5 separate regions of the Mus musculus genome follow, and all the other regions are linked to region 1. Evidence: chromatin contacts called from public HiCAR-type and promoter capture Hi-C data. All regions are on one chromosome and are shown on one strand. Each heading gives the region's core, a stretch centred on a gene start, on an enhancer-like site or on the middle of the called end of the contact. The rest is flanking DNA. Distances are from core to core; before and after follow the strand shown.

Region 1 (2,898 bases), core at 200-2,699:
CTGATATAAACCTCCTCTTTCTGAAGAATCTTTTTTTTTTGAAAAAAAAAAAAAAAACCACCCAAATCTTTATTGTATAGAATATATATAAAATCCTCCAAGATGCTACTCTCTCATTTCCCCATCTTCCTCTTCTTCTTCAATGCCTCTGATGTAGAGGACATTATTACACCTTTTTAGAACTTCACCTAGATGTTCAGACAGCTCCCCATCTATGTACTCTTCTGTATTTGCAAGCTGCATGTTCATGTAGCCATCCATGGAGACCAGGTACTCCATGCCCCACTTAAGTTTCACCATCACTGGCTTTCCTGTCAGTCCATTGAGAGAAGTCTTGGGATTGAGGGGTAAACTCATCGCGACCACTGGCGAGCGCTGCACCCCACTAGCTGTCGACCCCGCCGCTGCCCGCCCCTCGTGACGGTGACCGGAGCGGCTGCTGCTACACGCAAGCGACCCGCGCTAAGAGAAAATCCTTTCTGAAGAATCTTAGGAGGAAATCCTAACTATCGAGTTCAAATTCTCTTAGAACATGACCCAGAGGAGAGGGAAGGACAGAAGCCAATAGAACTCAGTTTTCTGGCTGTGCTTACAGCTAGATTTCTGTGATTACACGCTTGAAATCTGTTAGCTCACGAGGCTGCCACAGGAGGACTGGAACTCGAGGGAAATGGAGGCTACGTAGAAGCACTATCCATTAAAAGCTGATTTCAAAAACATTTATCGCCGGGCGTGCGCCCAGCACTTGGGAGGCAGAGGCAGGCAGATTTCTGAGTTCGAGGTCAGCCTGGTCTACAGAGTGAGTTCCAGGACAGCCAGGGCTATCCTGTCTCAAAAAAAAAAAAAAAAAAGAAAAGAAAAGAAAAAAACCCCACATTTATCTTTGATTTACATCTTCAGTTTGTTTGTTTGTTTGTTTGTTTGTTTTTACTGATGTCGGGAGTGTTAGCCTGCTATGGGAGGTTTTTGCTCAACCCTCTCTGGTTATGGAGGTATAGCAAGTATATCCCCAACCAAGACAAAGTCGGGCAGAGGCGTTAAAAGATTTTCTTCAAATTCCACAGCTTTTAAGAAGGAAGGTGAGTCAAACTTCAGTTAGTTTGAGATCCAACTCTCTCCCAACCTTGCTCCTTGCAGTTTTAGCCCAAAACCTAAAAGTAACCTTAATGAATGAAATGAAATCCCTTGTTCTGTTCCCGCACCTTCACTGAGAATGCTTGGGCACTTATTACTGTATTTTGCATAACGTAGAGGCTTCGTTTGGCGCCACTCCAAGGGTTGAACTGCGCAGCCGCCAAGGAGTGTGGGAAGTAGGACAAGAAGATCCCTGGTTCCTAGATTCTCCGCCTCTGAGCTCCAGCCCCAACCTCTGGACCGCCCCCTTTCCCGCCCCGGCCTTCAGGCCCCGCCTCCGAGCCCAGGATGCACCTGGATAAAAACAAAATCCCACGTGACTGGCCCTGAGCTCAGATCATCATGGCGTCTCCCAGTGGGAAGGGATCTTGGACGCCCGAGGCTCCTGGTTTTGGGCCGCGGGCGCTAGCACGGGACCTGGTGGACTCGGTGGACGACGCCGAGGGCCTTTACGTGGCTGTTGAGCGGTGTCCTCTGTGCAACACCACTCGCCGGCGGTTGACTTGCGCCAAGTGCGTCCAGAGCGGTGATTTCGTCTATTTCGACGGCCGCGACCGGGAGAGGTACGGCGGCCGCCACGGCCCTATTGTTTCTGCTTCTCTGATTCCTCTGGCCCAGCCACCAGAGGCTGGAGGCTGGACACCCTAGGCCGGGCCCAGGAGCCCTGCGAGTGTGGAAAAGAGAATGGAGCTGCTTTGCGCTGGCGCTTTGTTGCCAGTGGCAGGGTGGGGGTGGGTGCTAGGTGAACGTAGGTTGCTGTTCCCCACCACCCACCAGAGTTTCTCTAGGGTCCTCTTGGGTACTTGGGGAAAGGAAATACAGTCCTTCTGGAGAAGTCTGTGTAGAGGAGTCTTAGTTCTCCCATTCAGAAGCGTAGTTTTACCTTTTCCCGTCTTCAGACATAAATACATTTTACAGAAGGAATCCGCAGAGAACTAAATTGGTTAGGAGGGCTTGAACCTTGGTTGTCTGTGTCACAGGTGGATACAGCTCTTTGTGAACGAGGACCAGGACTAGGTTACTTCCTTCTGTAATCCCAAAGTTGATTTTGTCACTGGGGATACTGGACTGTGTTTTTGAGTTGCAAGTCCTTAGTTAAAAGAACTGCGTTTAAGGAAATATTTTGTCTTTCTTTTGAATTAAGATATTAGAAAACTGAATGCTTAGCTGAAGAATCTTTTACTCCTAACGTTTGTTTCAACAATAACGAAATAGGTAACTTTTTAGTATGTTTGTTTGAGACAGTGTCTCACTATGTAGCTCTCTCTGGGTGGCCTGGAACTCACTATATAAATAAGACTTGCCTGGAACTCGGAGAGATCCTTCTGCCTCTGCTTCCTGAGCGCTGGGAAAAGTGTGTGTGCTATTATGTCCAGATAAAACAATTTTTTAGTCCTAAATTTGAAGCATTTATTTTTTTACAACAACCCATGCAAGTTATTGCCAGCCGATTACTTGAGGAGACTTGTACGTAGTAAATGCCTTGTTCCAAGGCCCCAAACAGTTAAAACCCAGACATCCTGGATCCATATACGGGTGCATTTAACTGCAAGGCTATGTAACATGTAAATTTTGGGGGTGTTTTAATCCCCATTATTCCTGTGAATGGGGCTCATTTCTTTTTCTTCTGAAAATACTGGTGTAACAGCATCTTTTTAAGTTCATTGCTGTTTTATGGATCCACATGATGATTTTAGTACGTTATAGCTCTAAAAGTTAAACCAGTTTTGTTTTAAGAAAAACAAGTAGGAGATAGGAATGTCT
Region 2 (2,898 bases), core at 129-2,628, 2.3 Mb after region 1:
AATTAGCTCTCCCCCAAAGGGCTGTGCTGTAAGAGACCGCCTAAATCGCCAAAGCAAGCAGCAACTGGGACAAACACTAAGGGCTTTATGGAGGTCCTTCGACTGTCCCGCAGCATTGGTTATTGATCGTTCACCCCGTCGGGGAAGCGATCGATCAGAATTTGTGCAAGGTGTATCGAGCCACAGTTAAGGAGATGCGGGGGGGGGGGGGGATATAAGCTTCTAATAAAAGAAACGCAGCAACAATAGCGGAGGAACAGCTCTGCCTGGTGACGTAATGGCTGGCAGCGGTCCAGCTTCAGCAGAGCTGCCTCTACTTCAGCATCCAACCTCCCTCAACCCGGTCCAGCCTCGACAGAGCTACCGGAGCTGCTACTTCTTACGATGCTTCTCTGTGGTCGCCACCAACGCCTTACGTGGAGGTCTGGGACATTGAACAAAGGGTGTCCCACTGCCTTAAGTTGTCGGGGCACGCATACTCTCTCTCTCACACTTCTCCAACCCCCTCAGGCACCGAGTCCATCAGCGGCTTAAGTTGAGGGAGAGGGAAAGACAGGAGTGTCTCAGTGTCCCCAGACTGCCCTCCGGCCACCTCCCCCAGCCCCGACCCCTTCCGTCTCGGCAGGAGTGGATCCCGGCGGCCCCGCTCCCCCGCTCGCCGGTCCTCCCGCCTTACCTCTGCCAGGTAGAGGTTGAGGAGACAGAGCGTGGAGAACTGTAGGCAGGAGGGGAAGCAGTAGAGCAGCCAGTGCGGGAAGAAGTGCAGGCGAGAGGGTGGCCGCAGCAGGGGCAGAGAGCCGCTGAGGGAGAAGGCGGCCGAGAAGAGCGTGGTCCTGAGCGCTGCCCACGCGAGACACAGGAAGAGGCAGAGGCTCTGGTAACTGAGCCGCCGCTCGCGGTACAGGAGCAGCCGCCACAGCTGCAGGTAGGCAAAGGCGAAGAGCGCGGCGTAGAGCAGCGCGTGCAGCACGCTCAGCGCCAGCTGCACCGAACCGGGAACCGCGGCGCCCGAGGCCGCGACGGCGCCCCCGCCGGACGTCGAGGGTTCGCGGCCGGCCGTGGGGACCGCGGCGGCCGCCGGCCCGGACACTGATACCCTCATGAGGGGACGCGAGCAGCGGGGAGGGAGCGCGGGAAGGAAGCGGCCCGAGCGCCCCCCGGACCTCCCGCCCGCCCCAGCCTGCGGCCCCGGGCAGCGCCGTGACAGGAGTCGCAGCCCCGCGCGATGGCCGCGGCTGCCCTCGGGCCCGCCTCCCCTTCCCCCCGGGGGGCTCGGTTCCTCGGGCCGCGGCTCGGCTCCGCAGCAGCAGCAAACAACTCTCGGCTGGAGACAATCAGCTGAGAAACCCGAGCTTTTGAGGCGCTCGCTCCGCACTGTGAGCTGCCGGCGATTGGCCCGGGCGGGCGCGCCCTCCGGGCGCCTCACTCGGAATACCACAGGCCTCAGAGCCTGTCACTCCAGAAGCCTTTGATCTGATTGGCCTTCTGCTTTCTCCTCTTTTACCCCCGCCCCTCTTCCCACCCACGCTGCTGATTGGCCCAGCAACTGCAAGACTTCCTCGCGCCGGCGGGAGGACTCCAGATTCTGTCACCTGGGGCTGTTCTCGCTCCGCCCCCTGACCGTCCATTGGTTGGAGGATCTCTTACGTAAGGAGCACGAGGAGCAGGCGGAGCCTCGGGGGTTGTTTTTTCGCCCAAGAGACTGATTTTGCGGAGGCAGTGCCGGCCGTGGGCGGTGAGCTTCTCAGGTAGGCGTAGTTGCTTTGGGAGCCGCCGTAGGGACCAGCCCCTGCCCCGCCTTCTGTCACCATCTCTACTCTGATGGCGGGACGTGCTGTCCTCAGAGACCTTTCATCTCTGCACGAGAATCTCAGGCAGGTGGGTAGCAGCGCGGGCCTCAAGACTTTGCCTGCAGGATTGCATGCACATCAGCACTCGGCAAACGTCCCTCCAGCCAGGTTGCTTGCTGATTCAGTTCACCTGTTTCTGGGGGCACCAAACGACGCTGGTTTTGATTTCATTTCCCCCCCTTTTCTTTTTCTGAGCTGGAGGAAACACGGGGCGAGGAAAGCGAATGAAGCAAAGCGCGAGCGGAAACTGTAAGTAATCAACCCTTTCTTCTCTTGGGAAGAGGTCCTGAAGGATGGTGGTCCTGGGAACAGATGAACGTTGAGGCCTTCTCCAAGGGGAAGGTGATTCTTCGAAACTTGCAATTTAGAAAGCTCTCTTGGGCGCAGGGGTGGGCAGGGGAGGGGTGGGGGGAGCGCGGAGCAGTAACAATGTGGTGATTGTCCAGAATGGAAGAGTTTGTGTGAGATTCTGCTTGTGTGTTGGAACAAGTGGTGCTATTCTCATCAGAGACTGAGAGATACAAAATAAGAGGTATATTTCTGCTTTAAATAAGTGAGGAACGGTTGTATGTTGGCCACTACATGAAGGTTTTTTTTTTTGTTTTTTGTTTTTTGTGTTTTTTTTGTATTTGGTATTTGGTAGCAAATCAGTCAAAGTAATGCAAGATGAGGAAGGATCCTGTGTTCTCAGAGTGAGCCTCTCATTGCAGATTCAGTGCTTCTGTAGACAGCATATTTACTGGAGCATCCAATATCCAGCCTTTCCTAAATACTCCCTCCTTAAGGTCTGCTTAAGAAGATGGCTGTTTCTCAGTCCTCCACCACCAAGTACATGTTACAAAGGGGCTTAAGATCTGTTCTGTACTTATTCTGGTCCAGTAGTTTGCCAGACACCAGACAGTATTACCATCCACAAGTGTAATCATGCACACACATGTACAATAATGATAAAATGAAAAGAAAGCCCTAAGTCTGTGTTTATTCAGTGGTAGGCTCATCAGGAAGACTATAATGAGGCAGGAGACTCTCCAGCATTTAGATGTTGTCT
Region 3 (2,898 bases), core at 151-2,650, 2.2 Mb after region 1:
CAAGCTGGTGAGGTGATGGATATATTAGTGTGATTGAGTCTTCCTACAATGTACATATGGATTGAAAACATATCTTACACACAATTATTAGTGAACTAAAAATAAGACTGGAAGACTGGTTGTGGTGGCAACAGGTGTTTAATCTCAGGTCTAGGGAGGCAGAGGTGAATTGATTTCTGCCTGTTCGAGGCCAGCGTGGTCCACAGTGTAAGTTCCAGACCAGTCAGGAATACACAGTGAGACCCTTCATCAAAATAAAAATGCACTACCCCAAGCTAAACGAGACAACGAAGCCAAGAAAACTGACGACATTGTCAGTTTTATGGAGCCGATGCACCTGTGTACTTCCAAGGCCAAGCTCGGCATTGCAAAGTGAATTGAATGGAAACTTGCTTTTAATCTGGAACAGTGTGAAAAGAACACCAGCAAAAACACCTGTAACAGAGACACTATGATCTGGTTCTAGAAAAGGTAAGTATGAGCTGGAATATAGCTATCGTGAAGACAATATTAGCTTATAAGGCCATATTATCTTACTCTGTGTACAGTGCATGCTATAGATAACAGGCTAAGCAAGGCTTCTCACTGCCTGACTCCAGTTCTTAGCAACAGCTTTCCCCATTTCCACTTATGAAACGAGAGATTGAATAGTCTTTACCACATTGCTCTCTAGCTTGTGAAATATGCCTAATTCGCATAAAATACAGCAAAAAAGGAGTCAATTTTTTATGAACAAATCGGGACTACACATTGAGCTAATATCTTCTCTATGCTAGTTTAATAAAAACATGTTTTTATTATTATATTTAAACATTTATTTATAAAATAGAGCCTAACTCTATAGGGCAGGAAGTATGTAGCTCAAGCTGTCTTTGACATTGAGCAATCCTCTTGCCACAGTCTCTGGAGTGTTGGATTATAGGTGTAAGCCGCGGTGCACAGCCCTTTGGAAACCAATTTCACCTGTTCCCTTTGTAGGATGTAGGAAGGGAAAAACTAGAAAGCCACTGAATCGTGTGTACGGCCGTGCTCCCCGAGATGAACTCCAACATCCTTTTAAAAGGCTTAGGCAGCCAGAGCACGGCGGACACGTAACCCAGGCTCGGGATTTCCTAGTGTTGAGAAAGGATGGGCTGGCTGGCGTGAGCTCCGGGGCGGGGCGGGCAGGACGGCGCAGGCCCCGGGCAGTGTGGCTCGGGGGATACCCCGACCCCGGAAGGACCGCGTCTTTGCGCCGGACGAGCTGCAGGCCAGGTGTACCGGAGGCGGGTGCGTGAGCGGGGCGCGCAGGAAGGCGGCCGCCCGAGGCTCGCGTGGACAGAGGCGCGCGCCGCTGCACGTCCGCAGGGGAGGCGGGAGCGCGGAGGGCGCAGGGCGGAGCGCGGGGCGGGGCCGGCGCAGGCTACTTCAGCGGGCGCGCGGCCTGCGCCGGGGAGCCAAGCACGGCGGCGCGGGTAGAGGGCGGTGGGCGGCGAGCGGCGATGGGCCGCGCCTGGGGCTTGCTCGTTGGACTCCTGGGCGTCGTGTGGCTGCTGCGCTTGGGCCACGGCGAGGAGCGGCGGCCGGAGACAGCGGCACAGCGCTGCTTCTGCCAGGTGAGGCGCGCGGGCGGCCCAGGGGCTGCGCATCTCCGGGCGCCGGCGATCCTGATGCGCGGCCCGCACCGCGTTCCCGATCGCCCCGGGACGGGGCACCCTTCGATGGGCGTGGGCGCCTGGCCAGCTTGTCACACTGCTTCCTTGCATCCTGCCTTGGCTGCTCCGTGTCCACAGGACCGGGGGTTCTGAATGGACCCGGCACCTGGGCACCTCGTGCGAGCGGTGCCGGGGACGTCCCCAGCCTTTCTGTTCCCGATATGGACTCTTGGGGAGACTAGTTGTTCTTTAGGTCTTGTCGTTGTCAAGAGGTTGAATGACCTTGAGGGGCTCTTTGGGTGGCCTGATCTAACTGCCTGGTGTCTTTGCGGCTGTTGTTGTCCTGTGACTTCTCGGCCTGTGTATGGTGCACCTTGCCCCTGAAGCTTATTCTCGTATACTGACACTTCCTTTGCGGAATCCGAGGTAGGCCCTAGCTCTTCTGTATTCAAGTTTGATTATGAGCTGTGATTATTTACTTCTGTAGGAGATGTGGGTTCCGTGAGCAAAACATTCAAAGAATTTTATTTTCTTAGTGTAGCCTGTAAATTTTGTATGAGGCCGTTTAGGCTAGGCGCATTGAAATAACTGTGAATTTCATTTTGCTGTCTTAAGGAAATGCTAACAGCTTGGAAATACCCAGAAGTATCATATTCAGTCGATGTGCTAGTCTCTTAGTGCTTTCTTGTAAAGCCTGGAAGAACTCTCGAATATTAGCGGTTCCCCAGACTTTCTTCTGTTTAAAAGTGTATTAGATCATTTTATTACTGAGATACTTAATATGTAAATTGTATTGTTAAACAGACGTTCACGACCACACCTGGCGCTGGCCAGCACCCTTTCCCCCTCGACTTGTTCATTACTGTTCTTTACGATGTTTAAAATACAGGTTTGTTTTGTGGGTATGTATATTGTACCTGTGAATGTACGCATTGTAGGGGGTGCTTTTAGTCCACAGCTTGCAGGAACCTCTCCCCAACCACCACATGGGACACCGGGATCCACCTCGGGTCCTCAGGCAAATGACCAAGCATTGGCTTTCTTATAGCCCTATAAGCAGTGGCTCTTCTTATAGCCACCTTTTTGGTGGACTTCGATTTCTGAAATTACATCTATAAAAAAATGGAGGGATAGACAGCCAGGTCACTCGTGGGTCTTATTATTTGTGATCAGAAATACGTGTATGCTGCATATGATACTGTAAGATAAGCACTCGAGTGTCAGGAAGAAGGGGTGTTATCTGTTTCATCGCTTTAAACTTTTG
Region 4 (2,898 bases), core at 115-2,614, 2.2 Mb after region 1:
AAGTGATCTGAATCAAATGAAGACATTCAATAGAATTGAGCATTTGGTATAAAGTCTCCATCTCATCTGTAACTGAGACTGGTCTCAAATTTGCTATAGAACCAAGGCTACAGTGACCCCTCCTTTCTCCTTCCACCTCCCAAGTAGAGGGGTTACAAGTGTGCCAGCCAAGAGTAGTCCCAAATACCTTTAAAACACTGAGAGATTAAGGGGTGTACACCTTCAATCCCAGCATTTGGGGTACAGAAGCAGGTGGATCTCTTTGGGTTTCAGGCCAGCCTCGTCTAGTGAGTTCCAGGACAGCCAGGACTTATATCAAACACACAAGCAAAACTCTAGAATCCTTTTTTGATCCTATTAAGTGTCACAGGTAAGAATCCTTGTCACTAATTTTAGCCTCTGGCAAACTCTAACTTAACAGTTTCTGGTACCATAAAATATTTGCAACAGATGTTAGGTAAAGAAAAAAATCAAGGTGGGGTGAAAAGAACCCTTAAATCATAAATTGGGAGAATTTTGCTCTCGATAGTACAGGCAAGATTTGTTACTAAAAATTTTCAAATTCAAAGAAGCTTAGCTTTTCTACTCCCCCCCCCCCCCCGCCCCACGCTAGTCATCGTTTTTTGTGGGTTTTTTGGTAGTGGTGGTGGTTGGTTTTTGACTTGAGTACTATTAGAGGGGTGCAATTCCAGAGTTCACGCCTCCGATCTATTCCACACGTGGGGCTGGCTATGTGTCCCGCATGTGAATCTAACATCAAGCTCAGATTAAAAACAACTCCACAGCGTGTTGCTCTGGTAAGGAAGAGTCTGTGTTCACGAAAAGCCTCAACGCCGAGGCGAGTGGTCAAGAGTACTCTCCGGGTTGGCTCCTCCGATAGGGTCCCGCGGGAGGAGGACCTCACTGACGCCCCTTCACGCCCAAGGGGAAAGGGAAGAGTCTGGGACAGTTGGGCCAGAGGCGCTGCTTGGCCGGAGACCCGGGGGCTGCCCGCGGCAGGGCGGGCCGCCGGGCACTCACCTCGGCGTCGTCTTTGCACTGCGGGAGCGAGGGGAACTCCAGTTTCACGTCCTCCATGGTCCCAGGGCCCCGGTGGGTGGGCGCGGTGCGCCCGGCCGCCCTCCGGGCTGGCAGAGGCGACAAGGGAAGGAGGGCGGGCGGGCGGGCGAGCGGTGGGGGGGCTGACGCGCGGCAGGCTCACAGCAAGCACTCGCGGACCACAGGATCCAAGCGGCTGCGACAGGAAGGCGGAGGGCAGGGCGGTGCGCTGCCGGCCGCCATGCTGCGGCCGTGTCCCTCCCGCAGGTCTCCGCGCCCCTCAGAGAGCCGGGATCCGACCCAGGCACGAGCCCATAACCGTCTCCTCCCGCCCCAGCCCACGCGGCCCAGCCAATCCCAGCCCACGCTCGCCGACGGCCCGCCCCCGCCGCCAGGTGTCAGCGCGCCTCCGCCCCGCCCGTCCGCGAGCGCGCAGACGCGGGGGGAGGAGCTTCCCGCAGGGCGGAGCTGCGGCCGTAGGGGAGGAGCGGTCGGGGCCAAGGCCTTCCCAAATGGGATGGGAGTCCGTCCCTTCAAAGTGTCCTCCACACTCAGAGGAATGCTGCTCGATCCAATCCGTGGGGGAAGTCATAACCAAACAGGAAGAGTTCAGCTTAAATTCATGTTAGACTACGAAAAAAACAAAAACAAAAAACCCCGAGATACCCATCATCTTTAAACAAAGTAGAAAGTGGCCTCTTAGGTATACTCCGGAGTGTTAACAACTCAAATTATCCAGAAAATTTCAAGAAAATGATTCTTAAAAAAAGTCATCAGAAATGTAAATGATAGTTTACTTACTAAATTGTATTCGGTACTCTTTAAGATTTCTCCGAGCCTATTTTTCAACATAAAAGATGATTGTGTGAGGAGCTGGCGTTAGAGTTAATAATTTTTGAAGAATATACCTTCTTCAGGGTCTCGCTATGTACACCAGGCTGGTCCTCAAATTTACAAGAGTTCTGAGATGAAATGATTAAAGGCCTGGTTTGAACTTCTGAACCACCTTTGGTCTCACTGAAGGAATCACTGAAGGCTGCAAAGTGTGTAACTAAGACTATCACTACTTTTCACTGTATTTTAACACTACTTCCTAGAGACCTCAGGACTGTCATTATCAAAAAAAAAAAAAAAAAAAATCCTTTAAAGTGGAAGGACCGCGTGTTTAACTTGGATTTCCTCTTAACTCTTTTCATGTTGTCATATATGTAATGCATGTTCAATATACAGGATAGCTGTTCAAAAATTAGGTGGCTAATTAGATGGTCTATGCTCTCTAGTGTTACATAAACTATTATCCAGCTTTAAGAATTACAAAAGGCACAGAATACCCTGCTAGTAATTTTTAATTAAAAAATAATCCAATGGCAAGTATTGTGGTAAATGCCTTTAATTCCACCACTCAGGAGAGGCAAGAAAATGTCTGTGAGTTGAGACTGGCCTAACCCACACAGTAAGTGTCCCAGGCCAGCCAGGGGTACATAGTGAGACCTTGTCTCAAAAAGAAAGGGGAAGCTGGGCAGTGGTGGCATACCCTTTTAATTCCAGCACTTGGGAGGCAGAGGCAGGCAGATTTCTGAGTTCGAGGCCAGCCTGGTCTACAGAGTGAGTTCCAGGACAGCCAGGGCTACACAGAGAAACCCTGTCTCGAAAAACCAAAGAGAGAGAGAGAGAGAGAGAGAGAGAGAGAGAAAGGGAGGGAGGGAGGGAGGGAGGGAGGGAGGGAGAGAGAGAGAGAGAGAGAGAGAGAGAGAGAGAGAGAGAGAGAGAAAAGAAGAATTACATACCTAGCTGGATCATTTATGGTTAGTCCTTTGGTATTTATGAAACTGAAGTTTGATGTCTTTATTTAAACAAGAA
Region 5 (2,898 bases), core at 185-2,684, 2.2 Mb after region 1:
TTAACATAATGTTAATTCTACAGGCGAAGCCATGGGGACACATGACTTTTTATTCTGTATTTCTCTGATGCTGCAAGTTTTAAAATAAGCAAAATAATGTAGTAAGACATTAAAAAACAAATATTTTGGCTGGCGGGATGGCTCAGTGGGTAAGAGCACCCGACTGCTCTTCCAAAGGTCCAGAGTTCAAATCCCAGCAACCACATGGTGGCTCACAACCATCTGTAACAAGAACTGACTCCCTCTTCTGGTGTGTCTGAGGACAGCTACAGTGTACTTACATATAATAAATAAATCTTTAAAAAAAACAAATATTTTAATGAGTTCAGAGATGGAAGTGGTATACGTCTTGGTATATTCAAGACATTTCTTCCTCCTCCCCTATCTATCTATCTATCTATCTATCTATCTATCTATCTATCTATCTAGTGACAGCATTTCTCTACATATTCGGGGCTGTATTTGATCTAATTGTGTAGAACTGTCTTGAACTCACAGAGATGCACAAAGCCTCTGGTCTCTAGTGCTGGAATTAAAGGCATGCACCAAGTACTACACACACACACACACACACACACACACACACTCGCTGTGTGTGTGTGTGTGTGAATGTATGTATGTATGTATGTATATCTCCAAATCTCTGCTTCCTCACTTGTCAGATGACACTAAATGACACTTAAGAGAGAGACACTGGAGGTAGGAACCTTCCCAGGACTGAGATTACAGAACAAGCACAGTATTTGCTGTATACTGTAAGATGCTTTCAGGGCCCTGGCCTCTACCCCACTCTTCACTGCCTGGAGAACGTAGCCACTTCTTGCCCAGAGTAAGCTGAAATGTTCCGGGTGTCATAGGAAGCAAAGGGCTGCAGTGGAAAGCTCAAGAGAGCTCAAGGGTGAGTGGTTCCAGCTCAGTTTCTAGAAGACAGAAGCCCAGCCTTGTCTCAGACATTTGACAATCAGGAGATGTAATCACCAGTCCTGTTAATGGACTGCATGCAAGTGAGGGAGGGGGACGATGGGACTGACAGGGTAGGAGCCTTAGGGCTCGGAGAATGAAAGGAACCCACACCGGTCATCGCGGTAGGCTGCTTATACTCCTATGGCTTTATTTTCAGATAAGGTGTGAGAGCGACGGTGGTACTCTCGTGCAGTGAGCGAAAGGCAAGTCTGGAAGGTAAACTGATGACGCAAGCTTTGCCCCTGGTCTTTGCCCCACGCCCCGCCCCGCCCCGCCCCGCCTCGCCTCCGGAGCCCAGGAGTGGTGTGCGTGGCCGTGCCTCCGCGTGCGCAGCGGTGCGTGAGGGCGGGGCAGGGCAGAGGCGTTGGTCCGGCCACGTTTGGCCTGGCGGTTCCGGCTGCGGCGCGTGGGGGCGCACGGGGGGCGGGGCTGGAGCTGCAGCCGGATCCGGATGCGGCGGCGCTTTGACCCGCAGGGAGACTGACGCGCCGGGACTGGAGCGTGGTCCGCTCCAGTGCGGTGAGGCGGCCTGGGGCTGGGACGCGAGGGCTGGCGGGCTTGGGACCGCAGAGGCTGAGACGCCCTGCCCGGGAGCCGGGCGGCAAAGCTTGATGCCCGGCAGTCTGGCCGGGCAGGGTCTTGGAGGGCCTAGGAGTGTCCGTGGCGTGGGAATGGGGGACGGTCCTCACCTTTTCTGCCGCCGTCCCTATGAAAGGGCGCGAACCCTCGGTTCCCTTTTACGGGTGTAGCGGTCAGAGCCGCTGAAGACAAGCACCGGCTCTGAAGAGCCCCAGCTGCGCAGACTGTATGAAACCTGGGGTGGGGGAACCTAGAACTTGAACCTCTAGAAACACCAACTGTGTGGTTTCTATTATGTGTTAGAGCTAATGTTTATGTAAGGCAAGCATAAAATTTGTTCCTGTAAAAAAATAAATGGGGGTTTGTTTGGGATTAATTAATCCAAGAGTAGGTCTCAGGAAATGGATTCATTAAGGTAGGAATTGTATGATTCAAACAGATTCCATGATGCAAAGATTGTCATCTGTTGACTTTCCTGCAGTAATGCTCTATGGGAAAATGAGAGGATCCTCATTCCAGGCCACTCATTTGTTGATGAGTGTTAACTAACCTTAGGGCTAGTCTTGGAAACTCGGTGCTCCCAACTGTGCAACTAGACTTGGGGCTAATCAGATCGTGTAGATTAAGTACACTAACGGGAAAGACTTCTTGCTTCATGAAATACTACCTTTCATGAAGATACTCGGAGCTGTCTACTTATCTGTCTGTCTACCTGTAACCTATCACAGCGAGTTTGATTTGGCTGCAGATCATGTTTAGAAATGTGTGAATCCTGGTCTTCAATCTTCCTACTTGTTGCTCCGCTGTTTTTCAGGAAGCAGCCGCTCCCCATCTATATCCAGACTCATTCAGAGGCTGGGAAACCAAACTTGAAGTTGGGTGTATGTCTTTTGTCTTCTCACTTGTGGCCATGTGGCAATCTTTTTTTCTACATGACTTTCTGAAATGTGATTTCTAGATAATACCTTACGTCATTCATTATTCATTGACTAGAGGTTCACTGGACTAGGGCTTAGGCAATACTCAAGCATTGTAAACAAATGCTAATTTAGAAGTTAAACCCTACTGGGTAGAGGGGGAGGGGCTTTTAGTTAGAGTTTACAACCAAACTTAGAGAGGAAGTTAGGTGGTGACCTTTAAGTGCTACAGAATGAAGGCTTCTTGTAGTTTTGTTTTGATAAAACAGCCTGTGTAGCAGGGGCTAGCCTTGAACTTGGGTGGGGGGGGGAGTAGTAGAGAGGGGTACCTTAGAACCAGCTTTTTAAAAAAATCTCCATGTTTAATCAACTCCAATAATTAGTTTTAAAGTGTGTGTGTGTTTGAGATAGGTGTGACTGGGTAGCCTGCTGTCCTTGA

What was found. Promoter capture Hi-C pulls out the DNA fragments that hold promoters and counts their contacts. HiCAR-type assays count read pairs that join an accessible place to other places. Capture Hi-C pulls out chosen DNA fragments and counts their contacts.
Region 2: a HiCAR-type map of astrocytes shows a contact between it and region 1, with 2.8 times the contacts expected there. The contact joins the promoter of Gpr137c here to the promoter of Atg14 in region 1. A contact is called at or near these places in 1 of 39 promoter capture datasets (liver), 1 of 484 Hi-C or Micro-C datasets (muscle stem cells), 1 of 115 datasets of contacts at active chromatin or transcription factors (astrocytes) and 2 of 9 other capture datasets (adipose tissue and pancreatic islet).
Region 3: a promoter capture Hi-C map of liver shows a contact between it and region 1, with 3 times the contacts expected there. The contact joins the promoter of Ero1a here to the promoter of Atg14 in region 1. A contact is called at or near these places in 1 of 39 promoter capture datasets (liver), 1 of 115 datasets of contacts at active chromatin or transcription factors (intestinal villus epithelium) and 1 of 9 other capture datasets (liver).
Region 4: a contact with region 1 is called in a promoter capture Hi-C map of liver, with 5 times the contacts expected there. The contact joins the promoter of Styx here to the promoter of Atg14 in region 1. A contact is called at or near these places in 3 of 39 promoter capture datasets (hippocampal neurons and liver) and 2 of 115 datasets of contacts at active chromatin or transcription factors (astrocytes and large pre-B cells).
Region 5: a contact with region 1 is called in a HiCAR-type map of astrocytes, with 4 times the contacts expected there. The contact joins the promoter of Gnpnat1 here to the promoter of Atg14 in region 1. A contact is called at or near these places in 2 of 39 promoter capture datasets (both in liver) and 1 of 115 datasets of contacts at active chromatin or transcription factors (astrocytes).

Annotation. Positions count from the first base shown.
Region 1 is chr14:47,566,985-47,569,882 of GRCm38.p6, reverse strand. Atg14 (autophagy related 14) reads left to right here and starts at 1,449. Exons shown (of 10, transcript NM_172599.4): 1 at 1,449-1,697. The coding sequence starts at 1,477. It also overlaps the pseudogene Gm6616.
Region 2 is chr14:45,218,197-45,221,094 of GRCm38.p6, reverse strand. It overlaps Gpr137c (G protein-coupled receptor 137C), which reads right to left and starts at 1,378. Exons shown (of 7, transcript NM_027518.2): 1 at 677-1,378. The coding sequence starts at 1,102. It overlaps Txndc16 (thioredoxin domain containing 16), which reads left to right and starts at 1,670. Exons shown (of 21, transcript NM_001310534.1): 1 at 1,670-1,878; 2 at 2,046-2,099.
Region 3 is chr14:45,317,074-45,319,971 of GRCm38.p6, reverse strand. It overlaps Ero1a (endoplasmic reticulum oxidoreductase 1 alpha), which reads left to right and starts at 1,400. Exons shown (of 16, transcript NM_015774.3): 1 at 1,400-1,595. The coding sequence starts at 1,482.
Region 4 is chr14:45,349,652-45,352,549 of GRCm38.p6, reverse strand. Styx (serine/threonine/tyrosine interaction protein) reads right to left here and starts at 1,364. Exons shown (of 11, transcript NM_019637.3): 1 at 1,021-1,364. The coding sequence starts at 1,077.
Region 5 is chr14:45,387,332-45,390,229 of GRCm38.p6, reverse strand. Gnpnat1 (glucosamine-phosphate N-acetyltransferase 1) reads left to right here and starts at 1,434. Exons shown (of 6, transcript NM_019425.2): 1 at 1,434-1,482.